2 separate regions of the Mus musculus genome follow, and region 2 is linked to region 1. A link is a contact called in public HiChIP or PLAC-seq data. All regions are on one chromosome and are shown on one strand. Each heading gives the region's core, a stretch centred on a gene start, on an enhancer-like site or on the middle of the called end of the contact. The rest is flanking DNA. Distances are from core to core; before and after follow the strand shown.

The links. HiChIP or PLAC-seq counts read pairs in DNA pulled down with a chosen protein or histone mark.
Region 2: an H3K4me3 HiChIP or PLAC-seq map of intestinal villus epithelium shows a contact between it and region 1, with 12 read pairs. The contact joins the promoter of Lgalsl here to the enhancer-like site in region 1. A contact is called at or near these places in 9 of 39 promoter capture datasets (the 3T3-L1 cell line, 3T3-L1-derived adipocytes, the HPC-7 cell line and 4 more), 2 of 15 datasets of contacts at CTCF or cohesin (CD8 T cells and the NIH/3T3 cell line), 7 of 484 Hi-C or Micro-C datasets (the HL-1 cell line, the N1E-115 cell line, cerebral cortex and 4 more), 9 of 115 datasets of contacts at active chromatin or transcription factors (CD8 T cells, Th17 cells, bone marrow-derived macrophages and 5 more) and 1 of 9 other capture datasets (adipose tissue).

Annotation. Positions count from the first base shown.
Region 1 is chr11:20,789,335-20,793,081 of GRCm38.p6, reverse strand. No RefSeq gene overlaps it. Among named protein-coding and RNA genes, the nearest start is that of Gm32213, 3.4 kb to the left of the region's middle. Within about 2 kb of position 1,536, at least 11 of the 459 cell types and tissues checked have an H3K27ac peak or open chromatin away from gene starts, as enhancers often do. A contact at or near this core is called in intestinal villus epithelium, where this site is marked.
Region 2 is chr11:20,829,206-20,832,804 of GRCm38.p6, reverse strand. It overlaps Lgalsl (lectin, galactoside binding-like), which reads left to right and starts at 1,697. Exons shown (of 5, transcript NM_173752.4): 1 at 1,697-1,831; 2 at 2,458-2,529; 3 at 2,679-2,767; 4 at 3,359-3,536. The coding sequence starts at 1,796.

The sequences.
Region 1 (3,747 bases), core at 287-2,786:
CTGCAATGAAGGGATATGCTGCCTCCCTTCTCTAAAATATTCTTAAATGTTGACTTTCTAGCAAGAGAAAAGAATAGAACCTTCATTAATATTAGTGCCTTTGTGAACATCACCAGAGAACTGAATAACAAGAGGGAGACTGTACTTTGAAGACATGCTTTCTCTGAAAGAACAAAGAAAGGGAGTACACACAGTGTGAATACACACCGTAGGAGGACACACAGTAGGGCCACTGTGAACAGAGCCGCACTGTGAGGTGCTGAATCAGCCACAGACAGGCTTTCTGAGCCTCTCCACTTACAGCTTCAACTGCTTGTCCTTTCCTTTCTATTGCTATGGGGAAGGGTGGGGGAACACAAAGGAGAAACTGTACTTTCTCATGGAGCAAACAGGTGAATCTTATCCGATGCTACTGCCACACGTGAGGAGGAAGACCTGGGGACAATCTGTGGAAGGGTGGCCCTTTTCACCCCTGCCCTCTGAGAGGTGGCCACTTCATTCACAGGAACTTGAGCATGTAGGGAACATGGCTGGATTTCAAGACTGGAATTAAAGGAGGGAATCTTGCAGCTAGAGTGGAAACTGGGGTACAACAGCAGCGAGCATCACGTGCACACACAGTACCTGTACACAGAGCAAGCTCTGTTTTGTTTGTGAGTACCCTTCCAGAAGTGTCCGGTTCTCCACAAGGAAGAGCGAATAGCTAGTGTTTCTAGAGGATAAATCCCTTCCCTTCCTTAGATGAGTGGCTGGCCTACTGGAAATGAACTGTCTGGAAGAAGGCTGTGCATAAGAGAAGGATGGGGGTGTCCTGAAGGAAGGGAAAGACTTGAAAGCTCGTGGGTAATTGGGATCCACACCTTGGGTCTCTCAGAGGCCTAGAAATGTATCAGATCCTCTGAGGGGAGTGGCAAGGGGATATGTCTAAAGAAATCATATCTGAGTGCGGAGACACAAAGGCAGCATAGCCCTCGCTGGCTATGTGACACAGGAATTACCTCTTTTGACCGCTTCTCTATCTGTAAAATGAGGGTCATTTATTCATTCCCACAAGATTTGTTGTCCTGTATGTATGCTCTAGGCCTTGAGAGACAGACATAAACAGACAAAAAAACGCACAAACAAAACCAAAAGACAAAACAAGCTGCTCCCTTTTTAGAGCTTGTGTCTAGCAGGGCAGAAAGACAGAACCACAATATCCTATTGCTATGAACACTGCTGAGCCACAAATGCCTATCAGTATGTAAATGGATGGCTTAGTGCGCTAAAGATTCAGGATGCTGAGGGAACCAAAGCAGAGCAGAAAAGGGGGAGCTGTGGGGACAGAGGCACAGACAGGGTGGTCAGAAGAGTCCCAGTGAGAAGTTAGCCTGAGCAGATGTGAAGATAAAGAAGAATATTGGTTTTCTCAAAAAGAATATTCTAGACTAAAAATTGTCTTGTGCAGATCTATTTATGTAGAGCATTGCTAAGTCCCCAGCACCTTGAGAGCATGCCATAAATGTCATCTATTATTAGTTTACATCCAGGTGTGGCCCAGCAATTGCATGGGCTAGGCAAATGGTAATGTTTAACCAGCATGCTCTGTGTCTGGCTCTGGATACGATGTTCAGGACTTTTGTTTGAGGCTGAGGAAAAGGGAATAGTGACCAAGCCTTCAGCCCTGCCAACTGGGTACTTTGATCATATTCAATATGATTTTCTAAAAGAAGACGTGCAGCAGGGTTAGAGAGGTGGCTCTACAGTCAGGGGCGCTGGCTGCTCCTCCAGAGTTCTGTTTCCAGCACCTACACTGGTGACTCACAACCATTTGCAACTCCGGTTCCAGAGGATCCAGTGCCCTTTTCTGGCCTCCTTGGATACCAGGGCATACACATGCTGGTGAAATACCCATATGCATAAAAATAAAAATATTTTAAGAAAATAATGTGATACAGCTTTCTGACCTAAGCTGATGATGTAAAATTTCTACCAATGCCCTAGAAAAATAGGCAGAGGCCTGCAATGCAGTGAGACGTTGAAAGGTCTGTAGGCTGCAGGTTAGCAACATCAGTAAGGCACAGAATAGGGATTACAGAATAGGGATTAGGTAGACACAAGTCACTGGGGTCAGCAAGAAATACAAGGATGGCTTTAGAGTTACTACAAAAACAGCTCTGCTAACAGGAACAGCTCCTAAACATGTGGCAGGAGCAACTAGCCACAGAGAAGATGTGGACAGCTGGCAGCAGAAGTTAGGGACAGTGCATGCATGAGGCAGGCAGCACTGGGTGGCTATAAAGAACTATATTCATTTCAGCTCTTTTCTTAAACTGTGTGTACCACAGATCTGGTACCCTAAATCTGTTAGAATTCCAAAATGCTGGTGTTATAAAGATGGCTCAGTGGTTAAGAGCACAGGCTACTTTAACAGAGGACCCAGGTTGAGTTCCCAGCACCTACGTGGTGCCTCATAACCACCTGTATTTCCAGCTCCAGGTGATCCAGCCCCCTCTTCTGGCTTCACTGGTACCTGCACACATGTGGATCATATACATACACGCAAGTACACATAACACACACACACACACACAATAAAATAAATAAATCTTTATTTAAAAATCTAAAACACAGCCAGGCGAGGTGGCGTATGCCTTTAATCCCAGCACTTGGGAGGCAGAGGCAGGAGGATTTCTGAGTTCGAGGCCAGCCTGGTCTACAAAGTGACTTCCAGGACAGCCAGGGCTATACAGAGAAACCCTGTCTCAAAAAAAAAAAAAAAAAAAAAAACACAAACAAACAAACAAACAAACAAAAAATCTAAAACACTTAAGTCCTAGATGAGATTTTTGAGCCCGTTTCAATTTAACCCCTTCATTTCTGTTAGTAGAGAGTCTGAGAGTTATAAACACACGTGAAAACGGGGCTGGAGAGATGGCCCAGCAATCAAGAGCACTGGCTACATTTATGGAGGACCCAAGTTCAGTTCCCAGCACCTACATGGTGTCTCAAAACCATATACAACTCCAACTCCAGGGACTGTGCCATTCCTGGTCTCTAAGGGCACAAGACATGCAAGTGGTGCTCAGACACACACACAAGCAAAGCACCCATACACATACAAATAAAATGAAAATGAAAACTTAAGAAAGCATAAGAAGAGCTTACTCGGGCTAGTGAGATGGCTCAGTGGGTAAGAGCACCCGACTGCTCTTCCAAAGGTCCTGAGTTCAAATCCCAGCAACCACATGGTGGCTCACAACCATCCGTAACGAGATTTGACTCCCTCTTCTGGAGTGTCTGAAGACAGCTACAGTGTACTGACATATAATAAATAAATCTTTAAAAAAAAAAAAAAAAAAAAAAAAAAGAAGAGCTTACTCGGAGCCACATTGCCTTGATCAGATCTTCATTCACAGTTCAGAACTGAGCTGACGTTATTAAAGACAGGAAGTACCTGTCTCTTACAACCATAAAGACCAGGGCTGGCCATGAGCAAGCACTGAGGGAGAAATGCAGGTAGGATCAAATCCAGAATCCTTGACAGGGACAGAGGAACAATGAATCTCTGTCGATGTGTCCTGGGAAGGCACAGGCACACATGGAGCTCCCTGGAACTCACAAAGCTTTTCCTCACACCTACTGTGGCTCTTTTCAGAGAACAGAATAAATCAAACCTTGACATTGTTGGAGGCAGGATATGGCTTGTTACCTTAAAAGGCACTTTCTCCCAGAACCCATTCCATAAGGATCTGAAACAGAATTTGT
Region 2 (3,599 bases), core at 448-2,947, 40 kb before region 1:
TTCAGAATTCTCAATGTCACTTTCCCAGACTACCCTACTTTAATAGCATCATCCTGCACTCTCCTCCTCCCCGCCTTATTTTTCTGTCTTACTACCTATATACTTGCAAGTTTGCTTATGTCTGCCTCTCCTCGCTACAATGTAATTTCAGCAATGCCCCTGCTAATTCTCAGCTCTTGGTCAACAGCAGACACTCAAAACTGTTGCTTAGAATGTGCTGAGTGTTCTTCTGGGGAAGGTGTGTGAACCAATTTATTAATCTTCACAGTAATTCAAGATAGGATCATCGTAGTAATTATTATCATGTCTGATGAAGAAATTAAGGCACGCTACTATCAGTAATAAGAAACTAAATTTGGACCCAAGACACCAGCCCTTTATAATAACCATGATATATTGTACCACGCTTAGCTAATAGCAAATAATTCAATGATTTTTTCCCTATGCTGACTCTTAGAAATTCAGAGAATCAAAGTATGACTTTAAAATATCAAGTTTCTTGTAATTGCCTAGTATGTTAGAATAATTAATAGGTGTGATTCTCAAGCTCAGATGAGTAAACAGGAGCAAAATGGGAGCCACAATGACAACTCTTCAGTCTCTAATTCTGAGAACCACTTCCACAAAGGCTCCGACTGTGGATTACAGGCATGTTCCCTGTCCCACAGAGATTACCATGATTAGCACTGGTCCATAAAGGGACACAAAAGCTGCAGAGACGCCAGGTCCCCCAAAGGGCCCCTCTGGGACTGTAGCAGCTCACTTGCTCAAGCTCCTTGCTTATTAGTGTGGTGATTCACACAGTGCATTGGGCAAGCCGAGTATGTCACCTAATAGAGAGTATGTTGATACAGCCTTATCTGAGAAGTTACATAATTATGCTAGTGTCAGGATACCATTACAGGAGTCTGAGCCTTAGCGTGAAAGAGGAGTGTATTCCCTAGGAAGTATTACACAAAGAAGGACTGGAGACTCCATTACCCCAAACTAAGCAAGTGACGTAAAATAGCTAAGGACAGAAACTGTGTCCACTTCAAGTTGCGGCTTGGCCGGGCACCTGCTGAAGAATGCTTCCGGGACCCCGACACTAGCCTGCGCTTCCCTGGGAACAGAGGGTTGGTCGGCGCTCAGCAAACTGTCCCCCTAGAGTCCTGGCTGCTTCTTTATTTAGGGTCAAATATGTACAAGCCTTGGACCTCCATTCTCCTTCTCCTCCAAACAGTGCAACTATCTTTCCTCCCACTAGGTTGGAATTCTCTGAAAGAAGCCATACCAGGTCTTCCTCTTTGGAGTCCTCCACCTTCTCTCGACCTCACTCCTGATCCACCCCCACAGTCCCCCAGGATGCGGAAGGAGGTGAGTGAGTAGGGTACCGACCAGGAGTGTCCCCAGCACCTGTCACCTGGCCCACCTGGGCCCTCCCTTCACCCCTTTCCCCAGCCCCACCCACCTTCCCGCCGACAGGCCACCGCCCTCCGGCCTTCAGCCGTGGTCCAATGGCCGTAGGGCAGGGCACGCTTAGCAAGCCGCGGCTCCCGGGCCCCGTCCCCGCCCTGTTCCCGGTTCTCGGTTCCCGAGCCGAGCCCTGCCGCCTTTAAATGCCACCCCAGGCCAACGCACTGCGGCCCTCGCCACCGTCATCCCCTCGCCGCCGCGATCTCCGCGCCGCCCGCCTCCCTTCCCCCTCCCGGGCCTGCGGCCGCGCCAGCCTGGGGCGTGCACGCGCGCCCGTGTGTGCGCGCGCCCGGCTCGGACCCGCGCCCGCCGCCGCGTCCCCGGCGCTCGCTGCAGGAACATGGCGGGGTCGGTGGCCGACAGCGACGCCGTGGTGGTGAGTGCAGCGGCCTCCCGCGAGGCGGGTAGCTCAGAGGGCCGGGGCAAGGACTACGGACCCGCGGTGCCGCGGGAAGCGCGGTACCTGTCAGCCGCCGCGGGGTGCGAGCTCGGGGGGCCCCGGGCGCGGGGCAGGAGGGCGCCGGCCAGGTGCGCGCTGGGCGCGTGTGCGTGCACGTGGGTTAGTGTGGGGCCGCGGTCCCGGCGTCCGGGATTTACCCCTTTGGAAACGGTCCCGCGCCGGGGGCTCCGGAGAGAAGCCGAGCGCTGCCGCTGCACTCCAGCCACGTCCCCGAGGACAGGCCAGGGGGCAGAGACTCCGGGAGCGTTTGTGCTTGGAGAGGGGCCTGCCGCCCACCTACACGGGCTTTGCTTCCCGGGTGGGCCGCGACCTTGAATTTGATCCGGTCTCAAGAGCCTGGGGATCATCAGAGGCTTAGACCGGATGGAAAGGCCGGGTTTTGTTTCGCGGTTATTTAATGGGCTATAAAGAGGCATCATATGTATGTGTGTCTGTGGAGGGCTGCTGGATCACTACAGATTTGTGTTGATTCCTCATCCTTCCATTCACTCCCTAATAAACAAGGGTCTGTGGAAAGCCAATCTGTGTGCTTCTATTTTTAGAAACTTGATGATGGGCACTTAAACAACTCCTTGGGTTCTCCAGTTCAAGCCGACGTGTACTTCCCACGACTGGTAAATCAATGTGCTCCGTGTCTCTGCCTTTATCCTTTTCCCCTCTGGTGCATTTCCTTGCTTTCTAATGGGTCTGATTCTCAGGGCTGAGGGTTTGGCTCGTCTCTAACAGCCCATAAACATCCTGTCTCTCCCCTCTTCCTTTGCAGATAGTTCCATTTTGTGGGCACATTAAAGGTGGCATGAGACCAGGCAAGAAGGTATTAGTGATGGGCATCGTAGATCTCAACCCCGAAAGGTAAGGGCAGAGCCCTGCCATTGCTGAGTCCCGCGGCTGCCTCCTCCCCTTACCCTACTTGCACAGTGTCACTAGTTAGGAGTGCCAAGAAAGTACCATGTTCCCATGAAAAGAATGTGTATCAATCCTAGCCATCATCTCTGCAGATAGCTATTTATATCAGTGATGATAAAAATAGGCCTACAGTTAATCTTTGACCCTTGAGAAGGCCAAAAGACTTCTTTTTTTATGGTTTTGAAACACGGTAGTCGTAACCAAACCTGTTAGAATAAATAAGAACCAAACTTACAAGATGTTTCCCTTGTCAAGTTCTGTGGCTGTTTTTGAGAACTCTGAGATGGATTAATGCAAGGGTGGCCTGAGGCATTTGAAGTCTTCAGTTGTAATTATTTTCAGTTCCACTGGAGTTTTCACCAGAGCCTACTTTAGGTAACAAAATCTATTGGTTTGAGTGTAATCCTTAGTGTCTGTGTTTAAACTGTGTAAACAGTAGCAGCCCATTAAAAGCCGATGAACCCACTGGAGGAGGAACTGGGTCAAGTTAAAATGTTACATCTGACTCCTGGCTAAGTGACACTGTTTTCTTTTTAGCTTTGCCATCAGCTTGACCTGTGGAGACTCTGAAGATCCTCCTGCCGATGTGGCAATTGAACTCAAAGCTGTGTTCACAGACCGGCAGCTGCTCAGAAACTCTTGTATCTCAGGAGAAAGAGGCGAGGAGCAGTCGGCAATCCCTTACTTTCCATTCATCCCAGACCAGCCGTTCAGGGTAGGTACCTTGAGTGCCTGATGCAGTGTTGGCAGGGCCCCTACTTACTCTGTATCTACTGTG